2 separate regions of the Xenopus tropicalis genome follow, and region 2 is linked to region 1. Evidence: chromatin contacts called from public Hi-C data. All regions are on one chromosome and are shown on one strand. The core of a region is the stretch at or near the end of the contact, and the rest is flanking DNA. Distances in the headings are between cores, read along the strand shown.

Region 1 (4,583 bases), core at 1,324-3,823:
CATTATGATTATCCAGCCCTGGTCCCAAATTCTAGTATTTATTAGGCCGGTCACAGATATAAATATCACTTTAACTGGTTTGTGCACTTTTATTCCGAATGGAGCCCACTCAGATTTATATTGGAAAGCAGATGATTCCACCAACCCCAACCAAAAGAGATTTAGAATTTAATATGGTAAAGCTAAGTGGCTATGCAAGCTGACTCCTCGCGCAATCAGATGCCTACTATATATTCAACCAGTGTTCCAAGCCTCTGCAGAAAAGCATTGCATAAACTCCTGCATTCCCCCTCACTTCCACTGATCTGCAGGACAAGCACAGTCCCAAATTAATGCAGAGATATCCAGGCCTGTGTGTACTGAAGATCAGATCCCTCTGCACTGTGTTATATGACATGCTGATCCTTTATTAAACAAAAGAACAGTTTGTAGAAGGGTTGGTTGTCTTCATGCCTTATACCAATCTATTGCCAACAGTGATTATTGGTGCAAATCTGGTGCCAGTTAGGAGTTATGGTTCCCCACAATGATCATCTCAGGTTGTACATTATATCTACATTGTTACATGGTGGAGTTTCATTGTTGTTGGTAGAATAGTGCCAATTACCCCTTCAATTGTCTATTCCCATACAATAGGGGCTAATCTTATTTGCAAGTCAGTGAGACTTTCAAGTGAAAGAAAGGAAGATGGCTCAAACTTCAAATGTGTATTGTACAAAATACAGGTGGAGCACTGAGCTAATTACTAAGGGTAAGGCACTACTAAAACAGTGTTACATTAATAGTAAAGCTCATTTTGTGTAAGGGGCTTAATTGAGTTTATTTGTTTGTATCCTGACACATATCCCTGTTAATGTAGAAACCTAAGGATGTCCATCCTAAGAACTAGTTGATTGGCTCCTCAAGTGTTGGCCCTTTAGTAACTGTAAATGTAACTACTATAGGGTGGCAGGTTGGAAATCCCTGCCCTGGTGTGTGAGTATAATGAGAATGCAGGTGGTGAATTGCCTACACAGCACTTAAATGCACCCCCGATTGTTGGGAGCCACTAAATGATGAATGTACCCCTTCAGTATTAGCTACTATTTTGTTTGGGCAGCATGGATGTGAATTACTGAATTATTAAAAGAAAAAAACCCACCAAATCACAGTGTTTCCATGTATAACCTGTTGTGTTACTTTTGCCCTACATCTTCGTAGTAATCATTTCTCAGGAAATGTAATTGTGTAAATAACATGGCAACAAAATGGTGACAATAGAATTAGCTAGTAAATTTCATAGATATCAAGTATGTCTCCGTGCCACATGGCAGAAGGAATTTGACATTCCAGCTATATTCCCATTGCCCATGGCGTGAAGAAATGAAATAGCGCCGTGTGTCTGTGCCACAGATATGGGCAGCGCTTTCCTTTCCAGTGCCGTCTGCCCTTCTCTATCCCTGGCAACTGGCAATCTGCACTCACCGTCAGGGAACATAAGCGCTTCCCACAGGCTTGGGAGCGCCCGTTATGATGAGCGACCCCAGCACAGAATCGCGCTACCAATCGCTTGGATATGCGCACAGCCGGCGTGAGTGAAAGCGCCAACAGCTACATACTGCGATCCTCGCCAACAGCTACATACTGCGATCATCGCCAACAGCTACACACTGAAATAATCTCCAGCCCTGTCTCTGAGATCCGCATCGCTCGCATTCACTTTTTCTATCCTGCATACGACATCTCTTCTTAGTAACGCATCTAATTGCAATTTAAATCGAGTTGCTATAAGATTAAAGCGCTACTACCCGGACTGGAGGCAACTCCTGGGAGTTGAGAAGGAGAAGAAGACCCTCGCAAAAGGCTTTGTAGTATTTTTAAACTTTGATTTATTCCAGATGTGCGGCTGTGCCAGCCAACAGCAGCAGCAAGGGCTCGTCGCACACACGCAAATGTGTTTTGTTATGGAGGAGAGAGAGAGGAGCTGCGACTGTCTGAAATAGGCTCACATAGAAGTGAGCGTCTAAGTGCGGCCAGACGCAGATAGTATAGACACGAACTACCACCTAACACAGTAACTTTTTTTTCCGCTTACCTTCTTGGCCTGAGACTTTGGCTCCCAGCGAGCACAGAGAAATAACTCCAAGCACCAAAGCAAACACATCCATATTGACAAGAAGGATAAGAAAAATCCCACGAGTTCCCTTGTTAGCAAGTCATTGATTTTCACCAAACTGGATCTCTTATCTGGACTGATGCGCTCAGGACTAGGCGATTAAAGACTCCTTGGCCACCACTAGCGCAATTCGGAGAAGTCCCAGGTCCCTTAGTGCCACTTGTTTAATAAAAGGTTCCCAGCAGGCACAGCCAAAGCCCTGAAAAACCCTGGGAGGGTCCTTAGTCCGCTGCTCAGGAGTGGAAAGTAGATGGGGTGTCCAAGAAAGCGCTATTTCCACTGGAGACAGGAGGGGATATTGCAGCACACACAGGCAGTTACAACAGGCAGTTTGGCAGCAGGACAGAGCCAATCCTTGTAGTTCCCTGGCACGGCTCTGGCTAGAGGGTTCAGTGAGCGCACAGGCGTCTGCTGTCTTAAGATGGTTTGGGAGTGTAAGCCCTGAGCCCCTGCCTTCTATCTACCTCCCTCCCAACCACTCAGTTCCCTTATACAGGGAGACAAGCATGTGGATGTCAGCATAGGGGGGCAGAGCTACAATCTCTTTCTCTCGCACACACACAGCCTGGCCACGCCCCCTCAGCCCTGTCACTGATTAAAGCAGAGAGAGAGAATGCCATATATCTGAAGGCAGAGAGAATGCCATATATCTGAAGGCAGAGAGAATGCCATATATCTGAAGGCAGAGAGAATGCCATGCATCAGGAGAGAAAAAGAGAAATGCCATATATCAGGAGAGAGAGAAAATGTCAAATATCAGGAGAGAAAGAGTATCATGTATCAAGAGAGAGAGAATATCATATCAGGAGAGAGAGAATATCATATCGAGACAGAGAGAGAGAATGCACTGTATCAGAAGAGAGAAGAGATCAAAACCAAGAGGTTGCAGCCAGTCAGGGATCTTAGAGCAAGCACAAGGCCATTTCTGTATGGGTAAAGCTGCACCTTAGTCTCTAATCCCTAAGATGCCGGCAGACAAAGCAACAGGTTGTATAATAGGTATAGCTGCCCAGTACTGGGATGGGGGGCTAGGCAGTGTTGCTCTATGTTATTTATCCAATTTGCTGTTTTCCCCATTGTACTTAAACAACCATGACAGAGAAGCAGATCTCATTGCTGTTCATTATTGCAAAAAGTGACCCTAGAATTGCAGTGGAGCCCCAGCAACTGGGAATATTTACATTCACTGGCAGATTCCACAACAGGGCAGTTTTAATATTGTCACCCATCTAATCAGGCTATATGGAAATATAAGCTTATTTGTTGTACAGTATGTTAAATGCAGGGTATTCATTCTGGTAGAGTTTGCCCAAGAGCATACACTCTAATACTTGGTCTGTTTCAGGAAATCAGATAGAAAGTATATGTGAAACTAAAATATTGCCATGTAGTAGAAAAACCACAGACAGCCAAATACTTTCTGTGTTAAATTTATACAATAGATACTTTTTTTTATCCATGTTATGAGATAGAAATAAAGTGCAGGTAATTGCCTTTAGTTGAAAAGGGAGCAATTGCAAAGAAAGAAATATCTCTTGTGCCTTTTTGTATTCTGATAGGGAACACGCTTCTCGGAGAGGATTTGTCATATTGACACAGAGATTTGGAAATCCAATACCCAATAAATAACCTAAAATTGGTTCCTTTTTACCACTGCAAACTATACTGACACAAAAATAGACATGAGTGCTTAGTGCACACAATAGACCTCCATTTCATGGCATTTCTATGAGTCAGCTCAATACCCTTTTATCAATGAAAGCTTTCCGATCTCTTTGAGAATAAAATATCTTCAGAGTTATAGCTGTGTTGTGCATTTATCACAAAGAGAATTTGCCTTTATGCTGTAGCGGTGGCAGATATAGCCTGCCTTCCGCGCACACACTGTGGCCAAACATGACAGTTTTTCATTGATCGGCCTCACACTGCTGTTTTGAGACTTAATTTATAAAGGAGATAAAATGTAACTGTTAATGTATGGATTTAACTTCCTGGTTTCCAGCAAACCTTGTAGCTGTTGTGCTCTCTATGGCAGAACTGGTTAACCCCATCAGTACCAGAGGTTTATGAGATGCCAAATACATACACTGGATGAACTGAACCATGTATGGCCTTTTTAAAGATCATTAATCCAGATCTAAAGAGGGAAACAATTGTGTACTATACAATACTTTGCTTATTCTATTCATAACCCATAGTTTGATTGCACCAACCATTATGAAGTGGGCATGGGTGCGCCTCTTAACTCCAATCAACTGCTGCTAAACTGGAGGCCACCAGCACCATGTTTATATCCATACATTTTAATCTATGCTGCTTTGAGGTGCAACCTCTACGTTTGGCTGTGGCATAAATATATTGAAAGCTGGTGTGCAAAAGTTTGGCCATTGCAAATAGTAGATTATACAAGAATTCATAGCTAGAGTTA
Region 2 (4,583 bases), core at 941-3,440, 67 kb after region 1:
ATAATATCCAACCCTGCCTATTTCAGAGCATAGAACAATGAACCCATCAGAGGTTTGTTTGAAGTTCTACAGACCTTTGGGCTGTTTGGAGGGCAAAAAGTATTTAATTTCCTTTTTACAAGAGAAAAGAAAACTCAATGCTACTGCAAAAGGCCATAAACACTGAAACAACTCCCCCATCATTTACCACCCACCCTGTCTCACTGATTCACAGACCACCCACCACCCAGGGATCCTAACAAATGTAATCATCATACCTACAAGGAGAAGGTAGGGACAGTCATGATATGTACCACCTGCTTGTAACTGAGTCTGGCTGTCTGTCAAATGTCACAGCCCATAGACCATTTGCTTTTCCTCGTTGGGAAACATGGAGTAAACAGCCAGCTTTACATCAAACTTTGGACTGAGAAAACTCAAAAAAAGAAAAAAAAAACGGATTTGCATGTTTGTGTGTGTGCAATAAGGACCAAAGTTTGTGAGCTCAGCTCGGTCAGGGATAAATGGCAATAATGTAAAATCTATGTAAAACCCTACAGAATATGTTGGTGCTATAAAAGTAAATCATTGGTAAGTTGACCAATTTTTTTAATATAAGCACACTAATTAGCACCTCACTGCCCACCCCCCCCTACAACTGCAGGATCTGCTTCCTCTGTAGTCACGCCCTGATAATAATACCAGAAGTCCCCAGACTAGATGGTGACGGGAGATGCATTTCACTGAGATAAAGTCTGTAAACGAAGAGCTGCAAATTTACAAGTTGCAGATTTAAGTTTTACAGTAACATTGCATATATATCTATATCTATATATATATCTATATATATATATATAGATATATATATATACCGAATCAAACACAACCAGCACCAAGGGTCTTGTGGTTCAAATAAATATCATAAATTTCAAGGTCCCAAAAGGAACGAAACGTCAGTTGTGCATGCAATTATAATACACTAATATTTATTTGAACCACAAGACACTTGGTGCTGGTTGTGTTTGAACCTCATTTCGTACGATATTCGGTCGTGTATGGCAAGTCAGCGAGTCGACCGATATCGCAGGAAGCTGCTGATATCGGTCGACTTGCCGATCGGCCAGGTTAAAAGATTTTGATCGAGCGCCATAGAAGGTGCCTGAGCAAAATCTGCCTTCAGGGCTGAATTGGCAGAAGGAGGTAGAAATCCTATTGTTTCTACCTCCTTATCTGCCATTTCAGCCCTGAACGTCAGTGGCCGATTGTACGATCTTTCGTGTGACCGATGCTCGCATGAAAGATCGCAAATCGCCACGTGTGTGGCCACCTTTAGGTGTATGAGTTTTAGCTGTTTCTTTGTCTCTGAGGAAAAGCCCAGAACTAGCTGCCTATTGAGTTTTTTGGCTTAATGTAATTTACATTTTACCAGCACCTGGGACAGTTGACCTATATAGTAACGGGACGAGCCCCCCCCCTCTCTCTATATATATATACCGAAACTAGCTATACAGCGGTCGGGGGGGGGGGGGCTGGGTGACATGGGGGCCTGGACTGCGGGGTCTGCTGTATTGCAGTCCCATCTCCTACCTTTTTTTAAAAAAATAGCAGCATGGCGCATTGTGGCCAGGGAGGTGCAGCGAAAGCAGGCCCGGAGGGGGAACAGGCGAGGAGGGGCTTTTTGCACCAGGCCCCCTTAGAAGATTTGTTTGCAGGGCGGCCCACCACGACCAAGTTACACCACTGTATATGTGTATATATATCTTCTTGTATAATTAACAAGCACCCAAAAATTGGAGAGTGGTCGGAGTGCGGACTTCACCTTGAATATATATTTATTTATAAGGTTTGATATATAGATCCGTTTTTGTTTATAATGATACTGCAACCTTTAAACTAAAGGGGTCATCTTTCAAAAACAGTTTTTGCTTTAAAAAACAAAATCAAGTCTTAAACAACTGACAGTGTTTTGATGTTTATTAATGGTCATTAGAAGTTGCTTAGAATTAGCTTTTCTACTATTAAGCAAAAAACTGTTTTCCATTGGAGGACACCCTTGATGTCAAACAATATACATATTGTTACAGAAGCAGGGACGGGTAGGACACTTCACTACTTGTTCACTTGACTGTGTAGCACTTCAAGATCACAAGTAAAGAACAATAGGTCTATCAGTGAAACCATGTATTCCTAGAGCCCAGCACCCAGTGTGACGTTCACTTGTACCTCTTGGAACCAGACACATGTCTGCCAGGGTCTTAGCATCTCAAGCACACACCCTGCACTGATTGCCCCACAAACTTGTTTAGATTTCTAACTTGTCCTTTTATAAACAAAACGACTCCAGAGATCAGATAAAATAAATCCCTACAAGTGTGTATGGAGAGAGCTGTTTTTAGCTGAAGGCCTCTGTTTGGAATTCCAGTAGTGTCATATTCCAACTAATGCGTCCTTGGACCAAGAACTGCTGTGGATTCATGGGTATAACAAGAAACAAACAAGGGAAGGAAAGCATTTTTGACATTTTTGAATGTGGTTTTAGACAGTTTTTTACTGAAGAGTGTGTTATTAAGCTCCCAATATAAAGAATAAGTACAGTGCTGAATCTAAAATTGCATTTCTTAAGATAGCGAGAGATATGTATGTATAGTGTTTTTATTAATGTTAGACGAAAACTTACACCAATATATAAATTAGGGATGCACTGGATCCAGGATTCAGATTTGGTGGAATCCATGTACCTGGCCAAACCGAATATGAATCCTTAAAATCACATGACTTTTTGTCACATAAACACGGAAGTTAAAATTTTTAATTGCATGGTTCTCTTTAGCGCTTCGGTGCCCTTATTTGCATATGCAAATTAGGTTTCCGTTCAGTATTCGGCAAACCTTTCACGAAGGCTTTAGGGTTAGGCCAAGATTGTGGATTCCGTGCATCCATCCTTGGTTTTTTTGTATGATCCAAGTTCTCTATACTTCCACAGACTGGCTTTATAATGAAACAGCTTGAGGCAGGAACTCCAGCAAGAAATCAAGGATTTGATTCTTTTTTATTTAATTTTAGAGGCAGAAAGCAAGCCCAATATTTTAGAAGTCTGTTGTTCCCTTTTTCATAAGTCTATAGAAGGGGGGGCAGGCTCCAAAAATATTGTGCATGATGGAGGCTACACCTAAAATATAGTAATAGATTCATCTAATTGGTGGAGCTCATATATTTGGCTTTTCATCTGCCTTGCTGGAGCACCTGCCTCAAGTTTTTTATTATACAATGTGATACGTGGAATGATTTACCTCCCTGAAGATTCTAGCTTACTGTATGAACTGCAAAATGTTCTGCCTCTCGCTATGTGCAAGCTACAGGTGCAAAATTTGCTGTCCATTGTAAATTGCATGTAAAGTGCAAAGCAGGCATTATGTGGATATAGTAATTTTGTTACATACCTTAATAATTTATCTGTAGTTGCAGAATAAATAAAAAAATAACAGGAAATAAATAACAGGTGGGAAAGGGCAGCTAATGTATGCTAGGTGCAAAAAGAAGTAGCGTGGCTGAAGATTTTCAGATTTGGTATTGGCATGTTTTTGCAACTCGCTGCAATCAGAAATCTTGTGCTCTCCCCATTCAAGGGTCAATCCACCAGTGGCAGTAGCACTGAAAATCTAAAGCCATGTCTCCTTTATGAGCCACACCCATTCCACACAAACCCACACAAACAGCAGCAAGTAAAAAAGCATTGGCCCCAAATCTCACCCTAAGAATTGTGTCACACATGGCCTAAAATCTGCCCCTTGTAGGCACTGATAGGCAGCTTAGTTTAGAGCTTAGATTGGAAGCTCTATGGGGCAGGGACCTCCTTCCTGCTGTGTCTCATGGCACTTATTCCCTCTGCATTTATAAATATTTATTGTATTTTTTATTTTAACCCTTGTCCACCCTGTGTGTAATTTTGTATTTTGTAAGATTGTACAGCGCTGTGTACCCTTGTGGTGCTTTATAAATAAAGTTATACATACGTGCATGACAGTATTTTTATAGAACTTCAGGCTGGGTCCCTTTAGCTCATTACAAGGTTATAAATACGTAAAATATATGTGCAACCTTGCTATAGTCCCAGGAATATGATTGGCAGAAAAAGACTGTTTCGCAGACTGGAAATAATGTATGTAAAGTTTTCACTTTCTAAACCATATATATGCCCTTTCTAACAATATATGTATGTATTTGCATAAAGTATAGTAAATCCAGAGTGTCAGTAATATCACTTTCTTATTGTGTTCCTTGTGCGCTGCTCACATGCAAACAAAACTACTCTATATATAGAGTAAAAAAACACTTGTTAGGACAAAATATATACATATTAGTCCTTTTGTATGGAAATGAGAAATAATCTCATGCTGTGGATAAGAGAAAGAAAGACTTTTTTCATAAGAACTACAAAGGAGTACACTGGGGAAAGGTGTCTTGATCAAAGCCAGACTTTCTCTGAAACACAAAGAGTCCTGTGAAACCATTATCTCTGATGTCTACAGAAAAGGCAATTGCAAACACTTGTCAGAATTATTAGTATCAGTGTTGCTATCTGGAGGGCCGGCAACTAGAATCAG

What was found. A called contact is a pair of places that touch in the nucleus more often than the background predicts.
Region 2: a contact with region 1 is called in a Hi-C map of neurula embryo, with 1.6 times the contacts expected there. The contact joins the enhancer-like site here to the promoter of nrp2 in region 1. A contact is called at or near these places in 2 of 5 Hi-C or Micro-C datasets (gastrula embryo and neurula embryo).

What each region holds. Positions count from the first base shown.
Region 1 is chr9:50,931,824-50,936,406 of UCB_Xtro_10.0, forward strand. nrp2 (neuropilin 2) reads right to left here and starts at 2,574. Exons shown (of 15, transcript NM_001100235.1): 1 at 2,075-2,574. The coding sequence starts at 2,147.
Region 2 is chr9:50,999,076-51,003,658 of UCB_Xtro_10.0, forward strand. The region is part of intron 20 of pard3b (partitioning defective 3 homolog B); the gene reads right to left. Among named protein-coding and RNA genes, the nearest start is that of nrp2, 67 kb to the left of the region's middle. Within about 2 kb of position 2,191, at least 2 of the 11 cell types and tissues checked have an H3K27ac peak or open chromatin away from gene starts, as enhancers often do. A contact at or near this core is called in gastrula embryo and neurula embryo, where this site is marked.